Regions from separate parts of the Hordeum vulgare genome. Here region 2 is linked to region 1. A link is a contact called in public Hi-C data. All regions are on one chromosome and are shown on one strand. Each heading gives the region's core, a stretch centred on a gene start, on an enhancer-like site or on the middle of the called end of the contact. The rest is flanking DNA. Distances are from core to core; before and after follow the strand shown.

Region 1 (5,036 bases), core at 1,491-3,990:
AGAAGCTTACTACCTTCGGTACTTAGTACCCTTGATATTGTTCTTCGTGGATGCTTTGGCGTCCTAGAAGCTTGGTGGTGTCTCGGAGCTCAATCATTGTGGTGTGAAGCTCCGGGAAGCGTCGGGGTCTCCAATAAGGTTGTGGAGATTGCCCCGAGCAATTTGTACGGGTACCGGTAACCGCCCCCAAGGGTTGCCACGTGTACGGGTTCGGTGACCGCCCCCAAGGGTTGCCATTTGTACGGGTTCGGTGACCGCCCCCAAGGGTTGCCATTTGTACGGGTTCGGTGACCGCCCTCAAGGGTCCCTTAGTGGAATCACGGCATCTTGCATTGTGCGAGGGCGTGAGGAGATTACGGTGGCCTTAGTGGCATCTTGGGGAGCATTGTGCCTCCACACCGCTCTAACGGAGATTAGCATCCGCAAGGGTGTGAACTTCGGGATACATCATCGTCTCCCCGTGCCTCGGTTATCTCTTACCCGAACCCTTTACTTATGCACTTTACTTTGTGATAGACATATTGTTTATTGTAATATATCTTGCTATCACTTAGTTGTTTATCTTGCTTAGCATAAGTTGTTGGTGCACATAGGTAAGCCTAGTTGTTTGTAGGTTTTGTGCTTGACATATTAATCGTTAGTTTTATTCCGCAGTTGTTCAAGCCTAAACCTTAACTATTTTAAAAGCGCCTATTCACCCCCCCCTCTAGGCGACATCCACGTCCTTTTCAATCTAGATACTAACTACGAACCCATAGGTCTGTGGTAAACTACTCACGCATCATGGAGGGTGATACGTCCCAAACGTATCTATAATTCCTGCTTGCTCCATGCAAGTTTTGGATGATATTGGTATGTGTTTTGTACACTTTTATACCTTTTTCAACATATTTGGACTAACCTACTAACTCAGTGCATCCAGTACCGGTTTATGTGTGCTGATGTGTGTGAATTGCAGGTTTATAACCATATTTACAATGCCCGAAAAATTCCACAAAAAATATATAAAAAATTGGCATTCCAGAAGACTCCAGACGACCGAAGGAGGGCCAGAGGGGGGCCACCAGGCCTCCAGGCGCACTGGTTGCGCGGCCTCCCCCTGGCCACGTAGGGAGGCCGCCTGGGTGGGGCCCACCTCCTCTGGTGCCCTACCTTGGCTCCTATTTTAACCCTCGTGGAGGAAACCCTGATTCCGGAACCCTTTTCTCAAGAAGCAATTCCGATCTCCACCGCCATCGCCAACAAGTTTCAGGGGACCAGAATTCTGATGTCGAAACCCTGTCGGGACGGGGAAGTGCCCCCGGATTCATCTCCATCGACGTTCCTTCCTCCCTCCATGAAGCGGGAGCAGTTCCTCCTTGGGGCTGAGGTCTTCTACAGTAGCTATGTGGTTAATTCTCTCTCCCATGATGTGATCTTGATTGTGATCATAGGCTATGTTAATCTAGGGTGACCCCATGATGTTTCCCCTTCTTCTATGTATTGGATTGATGTACTCACTTGATCTTATCTAGTATAATCCCCGAGACCATGGTGACAGCGGTCTATTGGACATGGATTAGAAGAATATTTTCATGAGTGATTTCCTCTTTTGTGAATTGATTGAAGATTGAGAGTCTCTTGGTGCTTGTCTTTGACTATCCTTGAGATACGTTGTGGTGATTGTGGTACTCTCTTTGGATGGCCGCGGTGACATTGGGAAATCCATAGATGAGAACTACGAACTTGAGGTGTGATTTTGTAGCCCTACATAATTCTCGTCCTCTCTTGATCACAAAGGAATGACCTCCGAGTACGTCTCCATTGCATGTTTTAGTGGAATTATAATGTGATTAGACCATGTTAATGTTGTTGGGAGTTGCCACTAGTGAAAGTAGGAAGCCTAGGCCTTGTTTCTCACCATTGTTACACCGTTTATGCTCACTTTTGTCACTTGCTACCTTGCTGTAATTTTTATTACAGAATTATATTACCTTGCTTTGCCACACCTATCACCCATATTTTACCATCTCTTCGCTGAACTAGTGCACCTATACAATTTACCATTGTATTAGGTGTGTTGGGGACACAAGAGACTTCTTGTTTCTTAATTGCAGGATTGCTTGAGAGAGGCCATCTTCAACCTCTACTTCCCTAAGTTCGATAAACCTTAGGTCATCCACTTAAGGGAAATTGTTGTTGTCCTACAAACCTCTGCGCTTGGAGGCCCAACATAGTCTACAAGAATAGAAGCGTGCGTAGACATCAAGCTATTTCTAGCGCCGTTGCCGGGGAGGTGAGTGCTTGAAGGTATATCTTTAGATCTTGCAATTAAATCTTTTCGTTTCTTGTTTTTATTTTCACTAGTTAGGCTTATGAAAAACTGTCGTCTTAGTTCGCTGCTTGGGGAAGGCCGCTTTACCACACCCGTGGTAGAGAAGTATTTAGGTATAGAAGGAATAGAATGTCTATGCTTCCGTTGCAATGCACGGGCAATTATTAGTTGAGTTATAAAATACTTCCTCCGTCTCAAAATAAGTGTCTCAGATTTAGTACTAAATTAGTATAGATTTTCTACTAGATTAACTATACTTATTTTGGAACAGATGAAGTAGTTACGTTTATTGATTGATACTGTTTATCATAGAGTTTTTTTTTCCGAACCTTGCGAATGAATTTGTGCTTGAGCTTAAAATCTAACATGTCCATTAGCAAAATCATTTCTCCAGCACACAAGACATCACAGTCCTGCCGTGCCCCACAAACCAAGAAGCTGTTCCGGCGGGCCCACGCGACATGGGGCCAGCACAGCTCGCGGGTAGCTTGTGGCAGCGTACCAGAAGCATTTCCGGCACCGAAATTTCCATCGATCTGGACGCCCCCACCGGCCGGTCGACCCTCCACCGCCACCTACCGGCCCCCTCGCCGTCGCCGTCGCCTCCAGCCTCCCCTCCGCCCCCAAAACCCTAGCCCCGGCCCCGGCCCCGCCGCCCCCGCCCCCGCCATGTCCACCAACGGCAGCTCCCCGGTACGTGCGCCGCCCTCTCGCCCCGGTCCACATGTCTCTGAAATTTCCCGACTTTGGTGTCTCCTCTGACGATTTGCTCGGGGGTGGGGAATTCTGCAGAGGGTCAGGGACACGGAGAGCAGCCTGGAGAAGGTGAAGCGGCAGCTCTCGTCGGGATCCGGGAGGTACCTGCTGCAGGGGCCCCTGCTGAAGCGATCTGAGACGGTATGGCCGGCGCTCATCTCTGGGGTTTATTTGTTAGGCGTGTAAATATTCGATTTTGGTGATAGATTTGAACTAGTGAGGGGTGTAGCCGTCGAAAACTTAGGTTTAGTGTCTCAATTCTGCGCTTTTCTATTTGATTTCCTGATATGATTTGATCGATGTACTGGGTATCATATGAAATTCGATGAGTAGCAGCTAGGAGTGCCGCATTGCTCTGTGTCCTTATGCGCGAATCAGTATGTTATGTTCTTGTATTCAATTCGAGCAAGGAGAGAAAGGGAAAGCAAAGTGGATCTTGCTCCATGTGTTAACTGGTTAAAACTGAGAAAGATGCTAGCTATTGATAATACTAGATGTTGGACTAGATAGCCAGGCTCTGAATAACTGTTTCCAAATGAGTCCAAGAGGATCCTGGTGAACATAGTTTTCTGCTGATTACCTTTTTTACTTGTGAATGGCTTCTACTAATTTCACTTTTGAACTGATATTATCTTCTTTCAAACAGCTACGTAAATGGAACGAAAGATGGATAATATTGGACCCAACATCTGGCAAGATGGAATACAAGTACGGAACACCTTGTGTTTTCTAACTGAGAATGCCAAAGAACATTTCCACAGCCATCTCCTTATCTATCGTGTTTTTCTTTTTCCAGACTTCGGAGGAATGAAACTGCCGTTAAGGGAGCCATTCTGTTTGATGCTTCAAGCACCATTACTTTGTCTCCTGTAAATTTTCAGTAAGATTGGTCCCTGAACATAAACTTTTTGTTGGTATATTCTTTTTAAATTTGAAGGTTGTATAATACCACTTCAATTCTTACAGTGGCATGCCAAAGTATGACGGATGCTGTTTCTGTATCCTTTATACGTCTGATGAGCTTTAAGTTCCTTTTTATACCTGAGTATATCCTTGTAGTTTTTAGTATTCCTTTACTATAGTAGACATTGGAACTCCTCAGAAAAAGGATTACTTTCTTTGCGCTGAAACTCCTGGTGCTGCCAAAGCTTGGGTGTCTACATTGCAGTAAGTTTTCTGATCCATTACCTGTAACACATTGTTAAATGTTCTGCACCGGCATGCAAATTTATGTTATGCTTCTTCAGTATAATATCTAGTGCAAATGCTCAACTCAGCCCAAACACAGAAGCTATATAATTTGAGCCATTCAATCGATGTAATAATTATTGCCTATTTGACACAAGATGCTAACAGTGCCACTGTGTCACTATCCCAGCAGAAGCTTGCACTCCCATTGTGTAGATTTAAACGATGTGTTAGATCCATTGCACAGCTCATTATCAGAGTTTGCATTTTTTGCATTATATATGCACCTCTTAATTCTGTATTCCAGTAAAGTATAACTACTGTAGAAGATAAGGCTTTTGAATGGAACCAAAAAATTATATGTTGCCCTGAACTGCTTTTAACTTTAGGAGTCTTGGACCAACTAGTTGGTACATTGCCGGGCTATGCTATGATCTCGTTTCCTTAGTTAACTAAATTTGTACTAGTACATACAGTTGTTCAACTATTTGGTACTGATAAAATCTTTAATTGACAGTGCCACTCAGTTAGTACTACAAGCGCATAAAGAGGCAGTAAATTCTTTAGCTGGGAATGGCTCTCCTTCTACATTAGGCACAGTTGCTACTGCAGTTGCTAATGCTAATGCAACTGCTTTGGAGGCAATGAAGGAGATAGACGCAGCACTGAAGGTTTCAATGAGGGCAGCTCTTGGGTTGGGTACAAATAATTCGAATGCGGGTCAACTTGATGATTTAACTATCATGAAGGTATGCATTCATCTCAGCCTAGATAGATA
Region 2 (5,036 bases), core at 1,408-3,907, 260 kb before region 1:
TACATACCTCTATTTGAACCTCCCTCGCCTCTAGCAAATCAGCTTTGTTGCCAGCAAGAGCCACTACTGTATTCTGGTTTCCTACACCAAAGAAAAGGCTAAATTAATATGTCTGTATTAACAAGCAACAAAACCTTTCACGTGGCCCGATTCTGTTAACTATGTTATTTATATTACCACTAATCAGATCCAAAAGCACAAATAGACCCAAAATCACAAACGTGAAATGAACAAAGAAGTCAAATGTGAGTATAAAAGTGTGGAGGCCAAATAAAACATAGCTTAATTGCATAATGCGGGAAACACAAACCTAAAGTCACTCAAACTGCGATTAGTCTTATCATCAAATCCAGAAACACAGAGCACTTACAAAATGTATTCTGTACAAGCTAACTACTTGAGGAGCTGTTTAGTCTTATAATTTACAGACTGAGTTGACATGATCAAACATCAGGGATGACATGTCTTTCAAATGATAAAGTGGAGTACCTTGAGCTTGAAGTTCTTGAACCCATTTCTTTGCTCGGGTGAAGGATGCCTGAAGGTAAAAATGTCAAAGTTACATGATATCTTAATGGGATCATCCCTGCACTTAGTGGTAGCTATACTGCTTCTAGATTAAGTTAATCTTTTTTTAAGCACAGAATAGAATTAGAATATGCACACATGAAGCATCAAACACAAAGTGCATATGTGGTAGGAACATGCTAAAATAGAAGAGGTTCCATGGCGACTAAAAACTCATTGAAACAGCACCACAACAAACATAGTGGAGAACTATTTTGAGGGTTACGTGTATTAGTCATCGACTAAGTATTATCAATGCCTGTCAACTATGGATTGTTGACCCCATGTGCAACAAAAGAATATAAACCATCCAAGGTATTCAATGTGGATCAACCACTAGTAGCCAGTTAACTAGTACCTAAGTGTGTTAAAAGCTCAAAACTTTCAGAGAATGCATGGACACTGAACTAGATATTTATATCATGTTCCCATCAAGACCCACTCATTGCTGGCAAGTAAACACCAAACTTAACCACCACCAAATTTTTATAACTGCATTTATGGTGTCATCCATGCGGAATCGTAGCCCCTGCCACACTATTACTATTATGGAGTACGACACCCTGCTGTTCTTCACAGGCATCCACTCTTTTGCAATACAAGGTAAGCAGGTGCAGGTCTACTTGAATAATGTTTTCTCTTCTCCATAGTTTCACTATCTCTCTTTCTCTTGGAACAGATTAGTGACTGAAGAAACTAAGTTGTCAGATTTTACCCAAGTGTCCATTGCTTCCCTCGACGAATTTTTAAAAGGGATTCTGAGAATTAAATCACGCCATCTCAAACTACTTTGCCTGACTTTTACTGCCTCCACTACATTATTCTTGACCCCCTTTTAATTCCCCAACTGAAGTCACAACTCAAATGTACTACTGTAAGGAGTCATAACCATCGTTCATTGGCAAAATCAGCTAACATGTAAATAATGGGAAACTATTCATCAAGACCTACTATTTTATCACTGGAAAAAGGTAAACCAATTCCATTTTACAAACCTGGTTCGAGATGTCATAGACAACTATGGCTGCGGCAGCACCCCTATAGTACATGGGGGCCAAGCTATGATACCTCTCCTGCCCAGCAGTATCCCAGATTTCAAACTTCACAGTCTCGTCATTAACAGCCAGTGTTTGAGAGAAGAAAGCCGCTCCAATTGTCGATTCCTGGAGACAAATAGACCAATACAATGATCATTTCCAGAACAAAATCTGCATATATATTATGTTTAACAAAAGGAGTGTATCAGACGACTTGCCTGGAACTCAACAAATTGTCCTTTTACGAACCGAAGCACCAGGCTGGATTTCCCAGCACCCACATCGCCGAGAAGAACCTGAAAATCCAATCACAGTAAAATATCAGCATTTCACAGCCCACGAGATTCTAACAGCCCAAAATCAGTATGTTGCACACACCAAAAAAAATAAAATACCAGTACTCGGAACATAAGTTAGCGATTCGCCGTAAAGCTGACCATCAAAATGGGATTCAGATAAGAACTGGGGGGACATTTATGAGCTCAAAATCACCATGCTTGTGAAACATTTAAGTCAAGAAAAGAGAAATTAATGAGCATATCTTCCCATACATTTTGCACCCCGGGAGACAGGAAGCCAGTAGTAACTAAGACACAAGCGCTGAGCCCACTAAGTTAACAAAGACTGTTAAAAGGAAGTGCTTGCTACTGGCGCAGAACAACATCTTCTACTCGAGAATTCCCCAGCAAACATAATCTTGCTACCCATACATGATACTATTAGCCGTCGTGACAGCAGCGACGCCATCAAGAGGATTCAAGAGAAGCATGTGATCGGGACCGCTCCCACGAGACAATCGCGCCAAAAGCTAGCCGGATACTCCTGGTAAGTAGTAAGTGGTGGCGATCAAGATCCGGCCCGGGCGATTCGGTGGTCAGTCAATGGCGGCGGCCGGACACTCGGGGTCAGAATTCGCACCAGCTTGGCGTTGCGGATCTTGCTGCCGGCGCTGGCCGCCATCGGATTCGACGCCGGATTAGGGCCCTCTTGAAGCCGGGCGAGGAGGCGGATTGGGGAATTGGTTGTTGGTTGGCTCTGCGCGTATGAAATGCGTTTTCTCTTTATTATTGTTTTTTTGGCTTGAGAAAAATACAACTTTTTACAGGCGAGCCCTTGTAGAGCTGTGTAATTAGACCTGCCTTCGTCAACGCAAACCTTCGCTTCTCATGTGCGCAATGCAGTCCATGTTTCAAAGAAAATACCCCCTCCGATCCAAAATACACTATACGTACTCCCTCTACCTAAATACTTGTAGTTAGAAAATACTAGTTTAGCTTTTTTCCAATTAAACGCATTTAGAAACAGAGGAAGTAGATTTGTTTTTTCTCAGTTGAGATTTGTTAACTCTAACCATTTTTTTGGAAGAATAAACCGCGTAGCTATTGTCCATGGCCGCGAGGGCTTTTCCAAGGAAGTTTATGGTGGTCTCTATCCGTCCCAACCAGGTCTAGTTGGGCATGGAAAATGTGTTTGGCTGCGAACGCGATGGGCTGGCTCACATCGACACGGAGTCAGGGCCGGGCCGGCTAAATCCAGGGCCCTGTGCCAAACTAAAACTTGGGGGCCTATTTGTAAAAAAACTAACGAGCAATTATAATGTACAAATATATCGCATAAAAATTATAATTTATGTAATGTAATGTCTTACAACATATAAAAAAATCATACCTATTCAACTCGTGTTGCTTTTTATTTAAACATCCTCATTTTTTTAGTATTTTTAAAATTAAATCTTCGATAATATCCTCATAATCAATTTTCCCATGATGATTCAAATCTGCATTATTAAAACACAAGATAAGAAAGATGAATTGAGTAAACTTGAAGATCATGTGTCAATGTTTGGTAATTAGATGAACTGTCTAACTCATCTCTGTCCGGTAATTCGGATACACTGTGATTTTTAATCAAGGATGTAAAAATCAATCTCTAACGAAGTAACGATCTCTGCCAAAATTAGTTACAAAGTTAGAAATTAAAAATAAGACCCAAAGTTCATAAAAAAATACTAATCACATGCTAATGCTAAACCAGGGCCGGAGGCAGGGCAGATGGAGTTGAGCGGCACCCGGGCAACGCACAGCGGCAGGACGCAAGGCAGATGCCAGATGGCACGGTTGGCACCGCACCGCAGCAGCCCTGCACCGCAGTGACCACACAGCCGGCAACGCAGCGGCACGGCCAGTCGGCGAGGCCTCGGACTCGCTAGCGCCTAGCAGGGTCTGCAGTTGAACTTGATCATTATCTTCATTCAATCATTCAAATCTGCACAGCCACAGCGCACAAACAGTACGAGACACAAGAGGATGAGAATAGATCACGATTCACGACTCACGAGAGGAAGCGGCGACCAGGCATTTCGGCAGGATCGCCCGTGATAGCCTCGCGGCTCGCGTCCTTCCCTTGATAGACCCATCCTCATCGCTCCACCGGTCGAGGCCCTCGTCGCTCCATTCGATCTGCTTCGGCCCAACAGGCAAACACCAGTCCAATTTTTTTTAATACTACACGTATATAATTTTTTTGGGCCCTCCAGAATTATGGGCCCTGTGCGGGCCGCACAAATGGCACCACTGTGGGCCCGGCCCTGCACGGAGTTTAAAGCATCCCAGAGCGTGGCTCGCTAGAAATTGATGAATCGGAAGTTTCTAGCGAGCCAAGCTGAGTGCGGCGCAAGCTCGCACGCGGGGAGCAACCCAAAAGCGAGTGGGGATGGCAAGAGATTACGACACGATGTCAAATCTAACCTCCCCCCTCATTTACTCGATCACCACTACCTCTAGGAAAACCCCTTCCTCTAGCCTCATCGTCGGCGACGGCGACTCAGATCTGGCAAGCGGCAGCGGTGGCAGATCAGGCAGGAAGATCGAAGCTTCAACTCCTTGATACGTCTTCAACGTATCTATAATTTTTGATTGTTTCATGCTATTATATCATCAATCTTTGATACTTTGTATGCATTTATATGATGTTTTATCATTTTTGGGAACTAGCCTATTAACCCAGTGCCCACTTCCGGTCGCTGTTTTCTGCGAGATTTTAGCTTTTCAGGAAAACAGTAACAAACGAAGTCCAAATGCCATGAAACTTTTTGATGATTTTTTTGGACAAAAATAAGACCTAAAAACTTTGGAGGGAGGCCACCCACCACACGAGGTGGTGCCAAGGCAACATGATGCGCCCATGGGGTGGTCGCGCCTTGATGCCTTGGGACCACTCCCCGGTGCCTCCTCGCTTAACTCCACCTTTATAAATCTTCCAAAATGAGGAAAACCCTAAAGAGACACCCCAAAACACATTTTTTGCTGTTGCAAGTCTCTGTTTCGCCGTGATCCCATCTGGAGCCCTGTTCCGGTGCCCTGTCGGAGGAGGGATGAATCACGGAGGGCATGTACATCAACCTTTATGCTCCCATGATGTTGTGTGAGTAGG

Evidence for each region. Hi-C and Micro-C count contacts between places; a contact is called where the count stands out from the background.
Region 2: a contact with region 1 is called in a Hi-C map of seedling, with 2.6 times the contacts expected there. The contact joins the promoter of LOC123447015 here to the promoter of LOC123447008 in region 1. A contact is called at or near these places in 2 of 6 Hi-C or Micro-C datasets (leaf and seedling) and 1 of 1 datasets of contacts at active chromatin or transcription factors (embryo).

Annotation. Positions count from the first base shown.
Region 1 is chr4H:5,984,666-5,989,701 of MorexV3_pseudomolecules_assembly, reverse strand. LOC123447008 (differentially expressed in FDCP 6 homolog) reads left to right here and starts at 2,740. Exons shown (of 10, transcript XM_045123561.1): 1 at 2,740-3,007; 2 at 3,107-3,211; 3 at 3,717-3,778; 4 at 3,867-3,950; 5 at 4,037-4,068; 6 at 4,156-4,237; 7 at 4,776-5,007. The coding sequence starts at 2,984.
Region 2 is chr4H:6,244,940-6,249,975 of MorexV3_pseudomolecules_assembly, reverse strand. It overlaps LOC123447015 (ras-related protein Rab5A-like), which reads right to left and starts at 2,657. Exons shown (of 7, transcript XM_045123569.1): 1 at 2,523-2,657; 2 at 1,823-1,900; 3 at 1,563-1,730; 4 at 490-538; 5 at 8-81. The coding sequence starts at 2,564.